2 separate regions of the Sus scrofa genome follow, and region 1 is linked to region 2. A link is a contact called in public Hi-C data. All regions are on one chromosome and are shown on one strand. The core of a region is the stretch at or near the end of the contact, and the rest is flanking DNA. Distances in the headings are between cores, read along the strand shown. Region 1 has its middle 16 kb from the start of ACTG2. Region 2 overlaps MTHFD2 (bifunctional methylenetetrahydrofolate dehydrogenase/cyclohydrolase, mitochondrial).

Region 1 (5,589 bases), core at 1,000-3,499, 310 kb before region 2:
AGCCTGGGAACTTCCATGTGCCACAGATGTGGCCCTAAATAGCAAAAAAAAAAAAAAAAAAAAAAAAAAAAAAAGAAAAAAAGAAAGAAAAATAAAAGGAAAGGGAAAAGAAATGAAAAGAATGAAAAGAACATATTTCATTTTTATGAACATAACCTAATAAATCACATACATATACATTTGACATCAATCTCAACAATACAGATAAAAATTTCCTAAATAAGAGCATTAACAAATTCAGCAATATAGTGAAGGAATAATATGTCATAACTGCCAGCCTTTGTTGTGCATCCCTGTTTAGAACTTGTCCATGACCTCCCAGCCAGTAAGTAGTGGGCTAGGATGGCAGCCCAGGTCTGCCCAACCCTCAAGCCCATGATGCATTTGATAAATTTATTGAGAAGGTAATGTTGGCCCCATAAAAGAAATCCACTAATATAGATTAAAAAAAAAAAGGCTCAAGACTCAGTAGATAATAAGTTTTTGAAGATGAGAAGTAGCATTTATTCTTTTTTTTTTTTTTTTTTGGCTTTTTAGGCCCACACCCACAGCATATGGAGGTTCCCAGGCTAGGAGTCTAATCAGAGCTACAGCTGCCAGTCTACACCACAGCCACAGCAACTCGGGATCTGAGCCATGTCTGCGACCTACATCACAGCTCACCACAACACCGGATCCTTAACCCACTGATCGAGGCCAGGGATGGAACCCAAACCTCAGCATTCCTAGTTGGATTCATTTCTGATGTGCCATGACAGGAACTCCTTTATTTTTAAAACTCCCCTAGAATTCCGGCTGTGGTACAATAGGAGGTCTCTGCAGCACCAGGACACAGGTTCAATCTCCAGCCTGGCAGATTGAACCTGTGGATTAAAGGATCTGGCTACAACGTAGGTTGCAACTGTGGCTCAGATCTGATCCCTGGCCTGGGAATTCCATGTGCCGTGGGGTAGCCAAAAAAAAAAAAAAAAAAAAAAAAACCAAACAAACAAACAAGCAAAAAACAGGCCTAATAAGAAATAGCTGCAAAGTTGTCCATTAAAAGATATATATAAAACTTCTAAAGTAGCTTTCTAGTACAGTCAATAGCTAGTTGTGGCCGGGTGAAAATGATTTCTCTTTCACCCTAGCAACCAAAAACGATAAAATATCGTGGAACACAATTAATAGGAAACATGCAGGACTTATGTAAAGAACACGAAGCTGTGCAGAGGGATATGGAAAAAATAAATGGAAAGATGGACGTTCCATATTCCATGAGGAATAGTCTCAATGCTTTAAAGATGTTAATTCCTCTTTAAATAACCCATAAATTTAAATACAAGTCTACAAAAATTTCATTTTTTTAACTTAAAAATCATCAAAAAATGATTCTTCAGTAAGTGGAATAACCATTTTTAAAAATGGAAAGATGAAGACTATTGGGGGAAATTTTGTTATTGGGTAACATGATAAATTATTAGTGTACTGGTGGAGGACTAGATGAAGAATTAGCAAACTTTACTGTTCAAGGGGGTAAGACAATGCTGTAGATGGCATGGACCCTATCTTGACAGAATTGTGCTTCAATATGATGCTATTGGCTTTTTAAAGGCAAACTGAGGTGAAGAGAGGACTCCCTGGAGAAAAGGAAGCTAACTACAGGGAGTGACAGAGGAGTGTCTAAGAATAGTCTTACTTCCTTTAGTCTAGGTGATATTTCCACTTCTTTCACCCACTAATAACCCACTACTATTTGTTCAACACAGGAAACATACTACATTCTCACTCAGACCCAGGAAAAAGACAAAAATAATCCTGGGCCACTGTGGGAGTTCTTTTCTGAAGTTGCTGAAGGCCACAGAACTCCAAATGAGTGGTGTCAGACTTCCAAACCCACACGCAACCACAATGCAATACTGCCTTCTTAAAATATATATAGATATATGTATTCATTAAAACTATGAGAAAGAAATACACCAAAATGTTAATATTGGTTTTCTGTAGGTGATAGAATTATGGCATGAAGGCTTTCTTTTTCCCCCCTCTATGCTTTTTTTCAATTTTCCAAATATTCTACAGAGAACATGTATTGCTTTTGTAATTGGAGAGACAGGACAATGCCTACTATTTTCAGAAACCAAAGCTCTACTGCCCCTTCAGTGTGGGAATCCAGCCAAGACCTTATTCTTGGACAGCATCAGTGAAAGGGCCTTAGGAATGCTCTTGGGCACAGCAGCAGAGGCATGTCATATATGGAAACCTTCCATGAGGGTGACCTCACCACTGGAACCCATTCAACATAAACCTTGCTGCAAAGGCCAGCAGAGATCTTTGGACAAAACCTGGAGGGTGGAAAGCCGAGAAAGAATTGACCGAAAGAAGAGAGACTTTTGGGCTATGGCCTGAAGAACTCCTGTGCATCCATCTGGGCTTCTTAGCAAATCTCCTCTGTGCTCAGTTCCTAGTGAAGGATTTCTTTTGCCCACCTCAGCCTCCTCCAAAAAAGAACTCCTACAGTGGCCCGGGGTTATTTCCATTATTTTCCTGGGCCTGAGTGAAAATATAGTATGCTACTTGTGTTGGACAAACAGTAATGGGTTATTGATGGGTGAAGAAAGTGCAACCATCAACTTAGACTAAAGGAAGTAAGCCTGTTCTTAATATTCCTCAGTCATTGCCTAGAGTTAGCTTCCCTACCCCTTGGTCTCCTCGCTTCATCTCCCTTTGCCTTTTAAAAAAACCCAATAGTGTCATACCAGACCACGATTCCATCAAGATATGGTTGACGCCATCTATAGCATTGATCCCTTTGCCTCCTTGAACAGTTCTTCACATCCCTGCCCCCTGCTTAAACATCTGTGTCTAGAACTTCTTTCACCCAGCTTGGTATTCTATACATTTCCATGGCATAGGAGTTTTAAATTATTTTTAATTGAACCATGGTGGACTCAGGGTAAGTTCACACAAGTATTTTAGTCCCCAGTCCCAGTGTTACTCTATAAGCACCAGGTCTTTGATATGGCCCTTGGCCTTGGCCTAGGAAGAGACCATATAATGGGAACAAAACCCAGTGTTGGTTTGAATTATTTTCATTGCAATGACAGAAAACTGAATTCAAACTGGTGTTTAGACACAGCCGAATCCCATACCTATGGTCATCAAGACTTATTCTGTGTTGTTCTCTTGGCTCTTATGTACTCATTTAATTAGGTTTTTCATTTAATTAGGTTTTTCCAATATGGTAGCTTTGACAGTTTTGGGTTTATATCCTACTGTCTTGGTAAGTCCAGCAGGAAAAAGAGAAATTCTGGGTCCAGGAGTTCCAACAAGTCCTGTCATTGAGTCGTTGGGTCATGACTTTGGTCATGGCTTTGTCATGCCTTCGTCTTTGGGCCAACCACTGTGGCCAAGGGGATGGAAAACTCTGATTTCCCGTCCTAGGTTATGTGTCTATACCCCATCTGAACTACATGCACTGGGAGTGAGGGAACATTCATTCTGCAAAGAAAAATGATGGCATTAAGGGAAGAATGGATGCTGGGCAGGCAAAAGCAATAGATGTCTACAATAAGTGCCTGGAAGAAAAAGGTAGGGCCTGCCATCATCACTGTGGCCAGTGACCCAAAGTAAGCAAGCTAATAACACATAAATGGAAACACCAATGCTATTGGCTTTAGATAATAGCAGGTGGACTGTTGGGTAGTAACACTTTCACTCCCCCAAAGGTGGGTCACACATCCAGGCCATGGTCATTTATTTAACTTGGATTTATTAAGCACCTGCTTGTGCAGCGTATTCTTCAAAATACATACAGAGGAAGTAAACTCTGTCTTCAGGGAGAAAATGATGGAGTAATATAAAGCAACTTGGAGTTCCCATTGTGGTTCAGCGGTTAAAAACTCTACTTAGTCTTTGTAAGGATAGGGGTTTGATCCCTAGCCTCACTCAGTGGGTTAAGGATCTGGGATTGCTGCAAGCTGTGGTGTAAGTCATGGATGTAGCTTGGATCCAGTGTTGCTGTGGCTGTGGCACAGGCCTGCACCTACAGCTCCAATTTGACTCCTAGCCCCAGAAACTTCCATATGCCACAAATATGGCCATAAAAAGAAAAAAGAAACTATAGTCCCATGAAAGAGCACAGGAGCAATTTCTTCATAACTGATGAGTGTACACAGGATGAACACCAACTCCATGAGTGAATACTGAGGGAACCCAAGTTAGGGAGAAGTGAATGTTTTCATCTTTATTTATACTCCACTTTTAGTACTTAATTTATACTCTATAATTTTTTGTATTTCACTTTTAATTATTTCAACAAATATTTACTATGTGGCTACTAAGTGCCAAGCCCCATGCTAGACTCTGGATACCTAGTAGGAAGGTTTTCCAGGATATGTAAAATATTACCAAGAGAAAGTTAATTGAATGTAGGGACAAAGGAATATAGACTACAAGGATACAGCAAAGCAGATCCAGTTATAGAGCGAAACAGTAAACCATGACCACTTACCATCCCCCCACAACTAGGGCACATGATGTGTGATGTTGTGGATATTATAAACATTTGTGTAATAAACCCAAACAGCACATAGAGGGTTATGCTTTTCCATATAAAAGATCGCATCTCACTGAAGCACAATATGTAGTAATTCTACTGGAAAGGGGGTGGGGTGGAGCTAGGCAGCATAGTTCAGCTCAGATACCCAGCTGTCTGTGAATCTGGTTTAACCTAGGGACGTATTTTGTCATATCTGAGAATGCAGATGGACTGCATGGATTTTAAACAACTCCAGTTTTCTCTTTGGTGCCGTTTTAATAAATATTTAGTGACAGCGAACTTGGAATTATAATCTTTGGCAAGGACCTGGGGTTTAGCTGCCATTCTTAATTGGTGGCTAAGTAAGATCTGAGGCTCTCGACTTTCAAAGGGTTTTTGTTTCGTTTTAACGCAGCTCACCAAGGTGGAGTAAGAGAGCCCGTGGCCCACTTGGTACACCGATTCCCACTTTACAGCAGAAAAGGGACTTGCAGTAACCACGACAAAGTGTTTCTGTACAGCAAATTTGGGGAATCAAATTTTGGACAGTGGGGTTGTCTCCTCACTTATGAACTTGGGGATAACATGGAACTACCTACTTAGGTAATAACTTTAATGTTGGAGATTTTGATCTGTAGCCCTTCTCTCTTCATAATTAGCTAATAGGGTCTGTTGTATATAGAGACCATTTTTTTGTCCAGGAAAATAAAGCCATATCAGTGGAGTAGAAGAGAATTCCTACATTTAAAAAAAAAAATAGCAAGCGGCTATGCGATGAACTCATCCAAAGATAGTATCAGATTTTTTTTTTTTAATGAGTGGAAAAGTACTGCTGTCAGAGCTCAGTCTGGATCAGCCCTCAGGAAAGTTGTTCTCCCTATTCTAGCCCATGAGGTAGAGTAGCAGTGCCGAATCAATTTGTCCATGGGCCAGACTGAGGAGAGGTCAATAAAATTTGCAGACAGGAGTTCCCGTCGTGGCGCAGTGGTTAACGAATCAGACTAGGAACCATGAGGTTGCAGGTTCGATCCCTGCCCTTGCTGAGTGGGTTAACGATCCTGCGTTGCCGT
Region 2 (5,760 bases), core at 1,503-4,002:
ATAAATGTCTCTTGTATAGTAAGTGTGTGTGTGTTTGTAAATGTAATCAAAGAAGCAAGCCAGAAGTTAATTTTTAGTGAATATATGTGTGCCTGGCACTTTATGTTATTTCATTCAATATAAATGACTGCCCAAAATCCTTTTATTCTTTCACTCTATTCTGTTCCAATGTTGGGACTCTATTTCTGGCCCGAGACAGGTACTCCTGGTATCACTATAGATCAAGAACACACCAGGAGAGTTCCTGTTGTGACTCGGCAGGTTAAAGAATCCAGCTAATATCCATGAAGATGTGGGTTTAATCCCTGGCCTCACTCCATGGGTTAAGGATCTGGCATTGCCGCAAGCTGCAGCGTAGGTCACAGATGCAGCTCGGGTCCCCGAGTTGTCGGGGTTGTGACGTAGGCTGGCAGCTGCAGCTCCAATTCGACTCCCAGCCCAGGAACTTCCATATGTCTCAGATTGGGCCCTAAAAAGAAAAACAAACAAACAAAAAACAAACCCAAAATAATATTGTGTCAACCATACATCTGAAATGGATTTGTAAATATTAACATGTTTTCAATTCCTTAATATTCCACGAATATGTATGAAATGCTCTTAGATATTTTGTGCTGTGCTAGTATTATCACAGAGAATCTGGGGAAAAGCATTTGGTTTGGTATAAAACTGCAGTATCTTCTTAATATGTCAAAAGATGCAAATACAAATTAATATAAATTTGCTGCATTATGTCTAAAACATTGAGATTTGGTTTAAAGTAGATTTTTAATCACAATGCAAATGAAAAGCAGTCTTTGAAGGCTTAATGACAATTAAAGCTTTAAAATTCCATTTTAATTAACAGTGGCCTTAAGAATTAATTATATCTGATCATGTAAGATATCCTTGATATTATCCCTGAGGATTAAATATGTGCTCTAAGGGGAAATATATTGTTTCTACGTTTGAAACAGCTGTATTCATCATTGGTCTTGGAGTTGGAACATTCCTTATGAATGTTGTTTTCAGTGGGGCCTTTTTAGGGCCAAACCTGAGGCATGTGGAAGTTCCCAGGCTAGGGGTCCAATCAGAGCTGCGGCTTCCAGCCTACGTCACAGCCATAGCAACTGTGGATACTTAACCCACTGAGCAAGCCCAGGGATTGAACCTGCATCCTCATGGATGCTAGTCAGATTCATTTCAGTTGAGCTACAACTGGAACTGTGTTGGAAATGTGTTTAATAACACATTTTTGGGGGGTTCCTGTCGTGGCTCAGTAGTTAACGAATCCGACCAGGAACCATGAAATGGTGGGTTCAATCCCTGGCCTTGCTCAGTGGGTTAAGGATCCGGCATTGCTGTGAGCTGTGGTGTAGGTTGCAGACATGGCTTGGATTTGCCTTACTGTGGCTGTGACGTTGGCCAATGGATATAGCTCCAATTCGACCCCTAGTCTGGGAACCTCCATATGCTGTGGGTGTGGCCCTAGAAAAGACAAAACAAAAACAAAAAAACAAACAAAAAACAAACAAAAAAACCAGCAACAACATTTTTGTAGTCTGATCTTTCCCAAAATTCTTGTGTCTCTGTTGCATTCTGCAGAAGTGAAGCTGTTGTCATTTCTGGAAAGAAGCTTGCTGAGCAGATCAAGCAGGAAGTGCGGCAGGAGGTGGAGGAGTGGGTGGCATCAGGCAACAAGCGACCACACCTGAGTGTGGTCCTGGTTGGTGAGAACCCTGCAAGTCACTCTTATGTCCTCAACAAAACCAGAACAGCTGCCGATGTGGGTATGTGTCACTCTCAGACCCCGCCAGCTTTTAAATCGAGATTTATCCAAGGCAAACCCTATTGTAGTTCATTATTCCTTTTTCTATTTTTTTATTATTTAAATTTAAAAAAATTTTATTGGCATATACTTGCTTTACAATGTGTTAGTTTCAGGTACACAGCAAAGTGAAAAATGTCTCTCTATTCTTTTTCAGGTTATTTTCCCATACAGATTATTACAGAATTTTTATTTTAAAAATTTTTGTATTTTTCATTTTTTTTAGGGCCACACTTGCAGCATATGGAGGTTCCCAGGCTAGGGGTCAAATTGGAGCCACAGCTGCTGGCCTATGCCAGAGCCATAGCACCACAGGATCCAAGTTGCATATGTAATCTATGCCACAGCTTGTGGCAACACTGGATCCTTAACTCACTGAGCAAGGCCAGGGATTGAACCTGCATCCTCATGGATACCGTCTCAGGTTCTTACCCACTGAGCCGCAATGGGAACTCCCAGATTATTGAGTAGAGTTCCCTGTGCAATACAATAGGTCCTTGTTAGTTATCTATTTTATATTATTCTTTTTCTGATTTGAAAACCCAAGCAGAAGAAGTTAATGTGATTGAGCTGTGTCTAATATTTGTCATAAAGATTCAGGCTGTATTTGGGGGAGGCTTAGAGACTAGGACAGAAGGAATATGGTTGGTATTTTTGGTGTCTTCTGGGATGTAAGCTAAATTCTGCCCTAGTCTTAACCTTCGATAGGTGACCTTGAATACAAGTGTACATCTGCTTTCCTTGAGCAGTAATGAATCCCTGAAAGAGGTGTTTGAGCACTTGGTGGAGGAGACCTTGGTGATGTGGCCTAGAACACAGTCATGGATTTGAAGGAAATGACTCTGACTTCTTTGAAATAGCCTTCAATTTCCCCACCAGTTCATTCCAAAGCAATTCAGTCATGCATTTCGAAGTAGTTGGAGGTTTGGATGCAGAGGGTGCAGGTCTGAGTGACAGGAGGTCTGTGTTCTTGGCTTTACTATATTGCAGACTGGATGACCGTAGACCAGAGGAGGGTAGGCTCAACTGATGCCTGCCACTTATATGTGAGTCACTGGTCTTAGCACTGTGCCCTGCTCTTCTAAGGGGTGTGAAACCACTGGCATATCTGGGTAGTATTAGTGGACTGTGAGCCCTTGGTGTATTCTGTTCTTTATCATTGAGGGTTGAGGCCTCCTGCCCTTTTCACTGAAAAACCTTTAGAACCTCTAGAAAATAGTAAACCATTAAGACACTGGATGGGAGGTAGCATGGCACAGTGGGAACAACATGGATTTTGGAACTGGAAAGATTGGCTTTGTCACTAGCCAGCTTGTGGTTCAGTTTTGCTGAGCCTTGTCTAGAAAAGGAGGTTGATGAGGATCATCTAGAATAATGTATAAAAAGTATCAAACTAGGATTCTTTAATGTCTGTATTAGAGAAGTTAGTTAAGATTCTTTGTGAGCCTGCTCAAGCTTTTTAGCTACCAGGGTGGGTATGATGACAAAAAAAAACCTAGCCGGTAGTGTGGCAGGCAGCATAGCATTGCCTCAATAAATGTCTCTTTTTTTTTTTTTTTTTTTTTCCTTTTTTTCTTTTTAGGGCTGCACCTGGGGCATATGGAAGTTTCCATACTAGGGGTCAAATTGGAGCTGCAGCTGCTGGCCTACACCATAGCTATAGCAACTCAGGATCCAGGCTGTATCTGTGACCTACACCACAGCTTGTAGCAATGCTGGATACTTAACCCACTGAGCAAGGCCAGTGATAGAACCTGTATCCTAGTTGGGTTCTTAACCCACTGAGCCACAATGGGAATTCCTGCCTCTGGGCTTTTTTTTTTTTTTAATTTTTTAAATGATTTTTATTTTTTCTATCAAAGCTGGTTTACATGGCTTTCTTTTTTTTTTGTCTTTTTGGCTTTTCTAGGGCCGCTTCTGCAGCATATGGAGGTTCCCAGGCTAGGCGTCTGTCTCATCAGAGCTGTAGCCGCCGGCCTACACCATAGCCACAGCAACGCAGGATCCAAGCTTCATCTGCAACCTACACCACAGCTCGCGGCAACGCCGGATCCTTAACCCACTGAGCAAGGCCAGGGATCAAACCCGCAACCTCATGGTTCCTAGTCGGATTCGTTAACCATTGAGCCACAATGGGAACTCCTACATGGGTTTCTTTTTTAAACTTTGAAATTTTCTTGTAGGAATCAGCAGTGAGACAATTATGAAACCAGCTTCAATTTCAGAGGAAGAACTGTTGAGTTTAATCAGTAAACTAAACAATGATGATAATGTAGACGGCCTCCTTGTTCAGCTGCCTCTTCCAGGTGAGTTTTGGACACCACCATTTAAAATGATCTCTGAGGAGTGCAGAGGCCTGTTTCCTTTATACAACTGGCCCCTCGGGTGGATTTGACTCAAAGGGGAGTTAAACTCAAGAGTAGATATGTCATCAGATATGGGGCAGATTTTTTTTTTTAATTTTTAATTCATTAATTTATTGTTTTGGCTGCACCCACAGTATGTGGAAGTTCCTGGACCAGGGATCAAACTTGTGCCACGGCATCGACCCAAGCTGCTACAGGGACAACGCCAGATGCTTAACCCGCTGCACCGCAAGGGAACTCTGGTATTGAGATCTTGATGCAAAGGACAGGGAAGGGAAGCTGTGGTACAAGAGGACCCTGGCTTTGATCTCAGCATTTGACTTTGCTAGGTGTGTGTTCCTTGTGCACAGATGAAGAGAGACGTCACGGGGGCACGTTGGAGAAGGAGAATGGGTTTTTGCAGCAAACCAGATAAGCCGGAGTCAAGCAGTGCTAACTGTGTGGCAGTGACTTAAAACCACCACTTGGATTTCTTTTTCAGAGCACATTGATGAGAGAAGGATCTGCAATGCTGTTTCTCCAGACAAGGATGTCGATGGCTTTCATGTAATTAACGTCGGGCGAATGTGCTTGGACCAGAATTCCATGTTACCGGCTACTCCATGGGGTGTGTGGGAAATAATTAAGCGAACTGGTAGGTATATCCCATAACTGGATGTCTGTCTCAGTACCACAAAAGCACTACTTACAAATGGTAAAAACCCACAGAGTAGCAAAGAGTGGAAACTCCCACCCTATGTCTTCTCATCCTTCTCCCTAGAGCCTAGCTCTCTCTTAGCAATGCCTACAACTGTTTCTCCTGTTTAATCCAGAAACCTCTGAGGGAACCTTAAGCTTAATAGCACATTCATGTAGCATTTTCTAGCTTGACAGAACATGTCCTTTGAGCCTCCATCATGTGTAGCAAGTGATAGTCCGGGTGACTGCTAAGGCAATAAGCGTAGTGACTTCCTTCATTATCACAATTAGAGTCACATCCTAGGCCATCAGCCTTCCTTTTCCTCAGGTGCTCTTTCTAAGATAATCTGGCACAATCCTAAATGCAAATTGTATATTTTTTGCAGGCATTCCAACCCTAGGGAAGAATGTGGTTGTGGCTGGAAGATCAAAAAACGTTGGCATGCCCATTGCAATGTTATTGCACACAGATGGGGCGCATGAGCGACCCGGAGGTAAGGAAATTGCTGTCACATGAGTGTCCCCTTCTCTCTTATGGGAGAACCTCCAGAGGCTGCCCTGTGGCTATTTGGAAGTGTTAACTTCGTTAAGCTTCATGTTTGTTGTAATTTTGTTAACAGATAATTGGGGAGTAATCTTTGTAGGAGAAGCTGGGCTCGGTATCACCTGGAGTTTATTTATATTCATTTAGGATGGACTAGTTCAGAAATAGATCTGCCTGAGAAATAAATTTGTGTTTTGAAGTATCAGCATGGTTGTAGGCAATTAGAAAGTTCAGTTACGGCTTTGAGAGTTGGAGCTAAGAACAAGTTCTTATTCCAAGTTTGTATCCTGGTCTGTGCCATTTGGTAGAAAAAAATCTTAGACCATTTTAAAGCATTTTTAAAATTTTTATTTTATTTTATTTTT

The links. A called contact is a pair of places that touch in the nucleus more often than the background predicts.
Region 1: a Hi-C map of embryonic fibroblasts shows a contact between it and region 2, with 2.9 times the contacts expected there. A contact is called at or near these places in 1 of 5 promoter capture datasets (fetal liver), 1 of 47 Hi-C or Micro-C datasets (embryonic fibroblasts) and 1 of 2 datasets of targeted methods (alveolar macrophages).

What each region holds. Positions count from the first base shown.
Region 1 is chr3:69,135,016-69,140,604 of Sscrofa11.1, reverse strand. No RefSeq gene overlaps it. Among named protein-coding and RNA genes, the nearest start is that of ACTG2, 16 kb to the right of the region's middle.
Region 2 is chr3:68,824,508-68,830,267 of Sscrofa11.1, reverse strand. It overlaps MTHFD2 (bifunctional methylenetetrahydrofolate dehydrogenase/cyclohydrolase, mitochondrial), which reads left to right. Exons shown (of 8, transcript XM_021087362.1): 2 at 1,585-1,769; 3 at 3,991-4,113; 4 at 4,655-4,807; 5 at 5,238-5,345. Among named protein-coding and RNA genes, the nearest start is that of MTHFD2, 6.3 kb to the left of the region's middle.